2 separate regions of the Mus musculus genome follow, and region 2 is linked to region 1. The links are chromatin contacts, called in public Micro-C maps. All regions are on one chromosome and are shown on one strand. The core of a region is the stretch at or near the end of the contact, and the rest is flanking DNA. Distances in the headings are between cores, read along the strand shown. Region 1 holds the start of Foxd2 (forkhead box D2). Region 2 holds the start of Kcnq4 (potassium voltage-gated channel, subfamily Q, member 4).

Region 1 (2,803 bases), core at 149-2,648:
CCTGCGGCTGCGGCGAATGGCGATCCCGGAGAACCGTCGCCGCTGCCCGGGGGTGCGGCCCCGCCACCACCGTGGCCCATGATGTGGTCTATAGAAAAGGAAGGCCTCTGGCCTGTCCCCGCGCCCCCGCCACCCGCACCACCGCCGGCGTCCGTCTTGAGGCCCTGACGCAGGAGTGCAGTGGACAGGCTAGCCGCTGTGCCAGCTGCGGGGGGACTCAAGGACGCGGGGTAGAAAGCCTTGGCGCAACCCAGCTCTGCGCCTAGGAAGGCAGGCAGCCCTGCGGGGCTCGGGCCAGATCCCGGGGCAGGCGCAGGGGCCGGCGCCGAGGCCGCGCTTGCGAAGACCGAGGCCGTCGGAGGTCCGGGAGGAGGCGCCGCGGCGCGGCCCGGGGGAACTGACAGCTGGCAAGGCGCGGTGGCGGCGAAGGCGAAGGCGTGCGGGTGCGGATGCGGGTGTGGGGCCGGGCCCGGTGGAGGTGCACCGTAGGCCGGGAGCGCCAGCCCGTAGCCGTAGCCGTAAGCGCCGTAAGCGGCGAAGCTCGAGAGGAAGGCGCCAGGGTCCCCGGCCGCGGCAGCCCCGCCACGCAACAGCAGCTCCGGGTGAGGATGCGGGTGTGGATGCGGTGGCGGCAGAGGCTGCCGCTTGAAGCGCTTGCGGCGCCGCAGGAAACTGCCGTTGTCGAACATGTCGGCCGACTCCGGGTCGAGCGTCCAGTAGTTGCCCTTGCCCGGGTTGCCCGGCTCGCGGGGGATCTTAACGAAGCAGTCGTTGAGGGAGAGGTTGTGGCGGATGCTATTCTGCCAGGCAGGGAACTTCTCCCGGTAGTAGGGGAAGCGGCCGCTGATGAACTCGCAGATCTCGCTCAGCGTCAGGCGCTTCTTGGGGCTCTGCAGGATGGCCATGGTGATGAGGGCGATGTACGAATAAGGTGGTTTCACCAGAGGGCTCCGTGTCGCCGCGCCCCCCGACGGCGGCCCGGGTCCCGGCCCCGGCCCCGTTGCGCCTCGGGCTGCCTGCACGCCGGGCCCCGGGCTTCCCGCTGCGGCCGCCGCCCCCCGGGGCGCTAGAGCGCGGGGCTCGCAGTCAGAGCAACCTCCCGACTCTTCCTCGTCCTCAGCCACGTCCGCCTCGGCTTCCTCCGGGGGAGGCTCGTGGCCGTGAGGGAGCACGTCCCGAGGGGCGCGGGGCCCGGAGCGGGCTGTGAGCTCCCCCCCACCGCTGCCGCCGCCCACCACGTCTATGTCTGCGTCGGGCTCAGACAGCGCGGCCGGGGAGCTCTCGGAGGACATGATCTCGCAGCAGCAGCTGCCCAGGGTCATGGTGCCGCCGCCGCCGCCGCCGCCTCCTCCGCCGCCTCCTCCGCCGCCGCTCTCCGGCTCCGCTCGGCCCGCGGCTCCGGCTCCGCCGTGCTGCCTCTCCGACCAGTGTGTTTTGCGCGCGGGCGGGGAGGGGGCGGAGGACAGGGAGGGGATGTCCCCTAGCTCCTCAGCGCCCCCTGGTGTTGAAACTCTAGGACTTTCACCCTGCAGGGCGCACCCAACCGGTGCTGCCCCGGGACTAGAAAACCAGGCACTGGAGAAGAGCAGTAAAGCAGCCCGTTACTCGGTCGAATCTGGGCTTCTGGGCCCCTAGACACATAAGTGGGGCTTCAGGAGATTAGTCCCTCCCGCCTGGTGGCAGCCTAAGGCGGAAGAACTGTGGGCCCGGGGCGGAGCTCTCTGGGCAGGGTGGGGCGGGGAAGGAAGGGGGCGGGCAGAGGTCCTCTGCTCCCGGGCCCGGCGGGAACAAACTGCCGCGGTGGCGGGAGCTAGGCTCGCTTGGCTGGAGGCGGGTCATCCTTCTCCTCGCAGCTCCCGCAACCCCGTGGCTCCCTGGAGCCACCACCACCTTCAGTGCGCTCAGTTACTGGAAGTCAAAGCTTATGCCGGCGCAGCTGCATCTGGTGGTGGCAGTGGCTACAAACCTCCTCTCCTCATCTCCCCAAGGCGGCGCCCGGGCCACCCGGGCCGAAGCGCGGATGGATCGCCAGTGAGCCGAGATGGCCAGACCGACGCCGCGGACAAGGACCTACTGGAGGCTAAGGGAGTTCTGGAGGACAAGTGAAGAGAGTGATCCAGAGGAACAAACTCGGGCGCCGGAAGATCCTACTCAGATAGGTGAGAAATGTCTGCGGTGGTCCTCTCTTTCCCCTCCAAGGCCCTGGCCCTGCCACTGTCCCCAGGAAGACCGTCTGCTCTCACTCCTCTTAGTGATTCGTCTCCGCATTCGCCGCATTCTCCGCACACCCACAGGTCCTTAGCTTGGGTTTGCAGGATTGATTTTTTTTTTTTTTTTTTTTTTTTTGTCTCAGCATCTCAATCTTTATAATTGTCTCTCTTGACCCCCGTGCATATCCTGCGGAAACTGAGTTTTCCTGGATGTTTGTTCCTAAGTCTAACAATCCCGCTCTTAATTTCCGGATTTAGAGACTCTTACAACAGAACTCTCACGGAGATGTCCCCCCGAAGAAACTTAACCTCATCCCTGGGCCAGTGTTGCCCTTTTATCTGGGGACTTTCTCCACAGAAGGTTGGTCCAGTATGCTTTTTCTGCTAGCCAGATTCTTTTGCCCATCTTTATCCCTCTTCCCTACTCTTCCTCTAGGACCCAGAAACAAGTTGCTCAGGTTTATACTGAGCCCATTTCAACCTCTTGGGGCTGGAAGGGATTGGGAGAAGGTAAGAACTGGACAGAGGCTGGCTGTTGCCTCAACAGCGCCTCACAGTGGCCAAGGCTCCAGCATAGGGGGCCTCAATACCTG
Region 2 (2,803 bases), core at 191-2,690, 5.8 Mb after region 1:
TATGGCCTGGGCCTCTCATGTTCCTGGTCCGACCAGGCCTTCCCCCAAGACTGCCTTCCGAGCTGCCAAAATTCACTCTCTACATCCAAGAGGGGTCAGTGTTTTGAAAGTTGTAGGAGCCTGCTGAGAGGAGGAGGGGCCCCACAGCGGCATTGTTTCCAAACATACCCCTCTCTTCTTTCTTTTTCCCCATGCTCAGAGCCAGGCCTAGTACAGCTGGCCAGCAAGGCAGGAGAGCTGGGCCCAGCCTTCAGGGCAAGGCAGGACAGGGCAGGGCAGGCAGGGCAGCCTGCTGCCTTGGGTACTTCGAAGTTGAGGGTGCGGAGCAAGACTAAAGAAGACACGGATAAAGTTGGAAACAGCACACAGGCCTGTCAGAGCCATAGGGACCCTAGACAGCCCTGATCTGGGTACAGCCTGTCTCTGAAGAGAGAAATCTCCAAGGGGACCAGGTGGGAGCACAACATAACTACAGAGCCTGAGGGGAGAAAAATAATGTAGGGGCTAGGGTCTTCTGTGTCTGGGACACAGGGAGGGTGAGGTGAACAAAAGATAAGGAGAGTCCCACTTTAGCGGCTTCGGACTTGGTAAAGCAGAGAAGAGCAAGAAGCTGAATGACGGATCAGAGCAGTGGGGCTCTGCGATCAGGATGAAAGTAAGGAGAGCAGGCAGAAGAGGTTAGACGCCAGGGCAACAGGGGTCAAGGCTGGGAGATCAGGGGTTAGGTCAGGCTGGGAGACCGAAAAGGGGGCACAGGCCCAAGAGGGGAACTGAGTGAGGGTCTGCCCCGGGGCAATAGGATAGAGAGGTGGAGCCAGCGCGGGGTGGCGGTCCCCAAGGAGTCTGGCTCATGCGGGGTCAGAGCCGGGGCACGTCAAGGGGTGCGGGGGCTCCAACTTACATGAAGACGTGGTAGACGAAGGCCCACCCGCGGGGCCGCTCCAGCACGTTGTAGACCCAGTTCTGCAGGCGGCGGTAGCGCTTCTGCGCGGCGGAGGAGCGCTGGCCGCCGCAGGCGGAGCCCGAGCCGGAGCCCGGCCCAGGGAGGGGCGCGCCCGGCGGCAGGGGGCTGCCCAGAAGGCCGAGGCGACGCGGAGAGCCGCCCCCGCCCGCCTCGCCCTGTTCACTCTGCACGGCCGTGAGCGCCACCAACTCCGCGCGGGGGGCGTCCCCGGGCGGGGGGCCCAGGCCGAGGCGGCGCGGGGGGGCCTCGGCCATGGGCGGCGCCGGACGGGGGACCGGGGCGTTGCGGGGCGGGGGCGCGCTCGGGCGGCTCAGAGTCGCATGGCTCGAACCCCGGGCCGGCGAGGCGACCCTGGGCGCGCACGCAGGCGGCGGGGGCTAGGGACCAGGCCGGGTCCGTGCGGGGTCCGGAGGCGGTCGCTCGGAGCCTCGGGGCCGCGGGAGCCCGTACTGACCGCCCGCTTCCCCGGCGACTGGGGCGGCTCTTTCCGACTCCAACTCTCTTATTACGCGCTCCATGCCGCTCGCCTTTCCACCTGCCGCCGGCGCGCCGCTCACATGTCACCCTCCCCCGCCCCGCCCCGCCCCTCCCCCGCCCGCCCCGCGGCCGCCTTCCCAAATCGGGGAGGGAGCGAGAGAGAAGAGCACCGGGAGGGGGACCCGGGTCGGACGCGGCGGAGCAGGGCGCGCGGTCCGCCCAGTCGGTGTGTCCCGGCCCCGAGCGCGTGGCGCGGGCAGCGCGCCGGGCCCCGAGGCCGGGCGTGTACGAGTGGTGTGGCCCTGGTGGCCCGCTCTGGGGAGGGAGGTTGGGACGCCTGGTGAGTGGTTGTGGAAAGTGGAGCGTGGAGTGTGGAGTTGTGGCCGCGGTAGCTCGAGGGACACTTACATTGTAGAGTGGAGGTGTTTGTGTCCAGAGAAGTGCCTACTTGTGAGAGTTGGCTAGCCAGCCGTGGGTCTGCGTGGGTTCAGAGTGAGTGGGTGGATGGATGGATGGATGGGTGGGTGGGTGGGTGGGTGGATAGATAGATGGATGAGAGTACAGAAGAGTGTGCAGAACCGGGCAGTACAGCGCGATGGGTAATGTAAGCGAGGAGGTGTGCCCGTCGGGTCGTGCCCTCGGTTTCTAGTGCAGGGTGTTTAAAATGCGCTGAGGGCCGAGTGAAGTTGGGACAGCAGCTTCCGTTCCTCCTGCTGTTGTTACTTGAAGGGCCCGGTGCCCTACAGCTATCGAGAGATGTGTGGGGTGGTGTAGCTCACAGTTGTGCCCAGATGCGTCTCTCCTCCCGTCTTGTTGATGAAGGAGGAGACCCCAGTTGATCACCCTGAGCAGAGGGGACGCTCCCTCCCTGATTACGTACCTGCCCTCATCTCCCCACTCCATCTCCGCTCCGTGGGATTCACACCCGCCACCCCCTTCTCCCACTCTAGCCCAGAAAAGCTTGTTTAGGGCAGATAGAAGTATAGAAATAAACGTACTAGGGGCCAGTATTAGGGGAACGGACAGAGCACTCCCAAAGGCCTATAGCACCCCACCAGGACTTTCTCTAGGAGCACCCCTCTCCAGCAAAAAGTTCTCGGTGCCTGACCTCCGTCTCCGCTGTGAGCTGTCTGGCCCCTTTTCCCTCGCCCTCCTGACCGTGTACTAGGTGATGATTCGGGTTTGCTGGCCCTCCTTCCTTCTTCCCCAGCCTAAAGCGATGGCCAAACCAGACGCTCCCGCTCCCTCCGCAGGCCCTGCCCCAGGGTGAAGCGCTTCCGCAGCAAACTCTTCTTCACTCCTCGGGGAGGATCTCGGGGGACACAGCTAGCTGGAAGGGGGGGGCGGGCTGCAAGCTCGATT

What was found. Hi-C and Micro-C count contacts between places; a contact is called where the count stands out from the background.
Region 2: a Micro-C map of embryonic stem cells shows a contact between it and region 1, with 5 times the contacts expected there. The contact joins the promoter of Kcnq4 here to the promoter of Foxd2 in region 1. A contact is called at or near these places in 2 of 39 promoter capture datasets (cranial neural crest and embryonic stem cells) and 1 of 484 Hi-C or Micro-C datasets (embryonic stem cells).

The regions. Positions count from the first base shown.
Region 1 is chr4:114,907,500-114,910,302 of GRCm38.p6, forward strand. It overlaps Foxd2 (forkhead box D2), which reads right to left and starts at 1,399. Exons shown (of 1, transcript NM_008593.3): 1 at 1-1,399. The coding sequence starts at 1,322. Foxd2os (forkhead box D2, opposite strand) reads left to right here and starts at 1,758. Exons shown (of 4, transcript NR_030721.2): 1 at 1,758-2,159.
Region 2 is chr4:120,745,959-120,748,761 of GRCm38.p6, forward strand. It overlaps Kcnq4 (potassium voltage-gated channel, subfamily Q, member 4), which reads right to left and starts at 1,441. Exons shown (of 14, transcript NM_001081142.3): 1 at 902-1,441. The coding sequence starts at 1,218.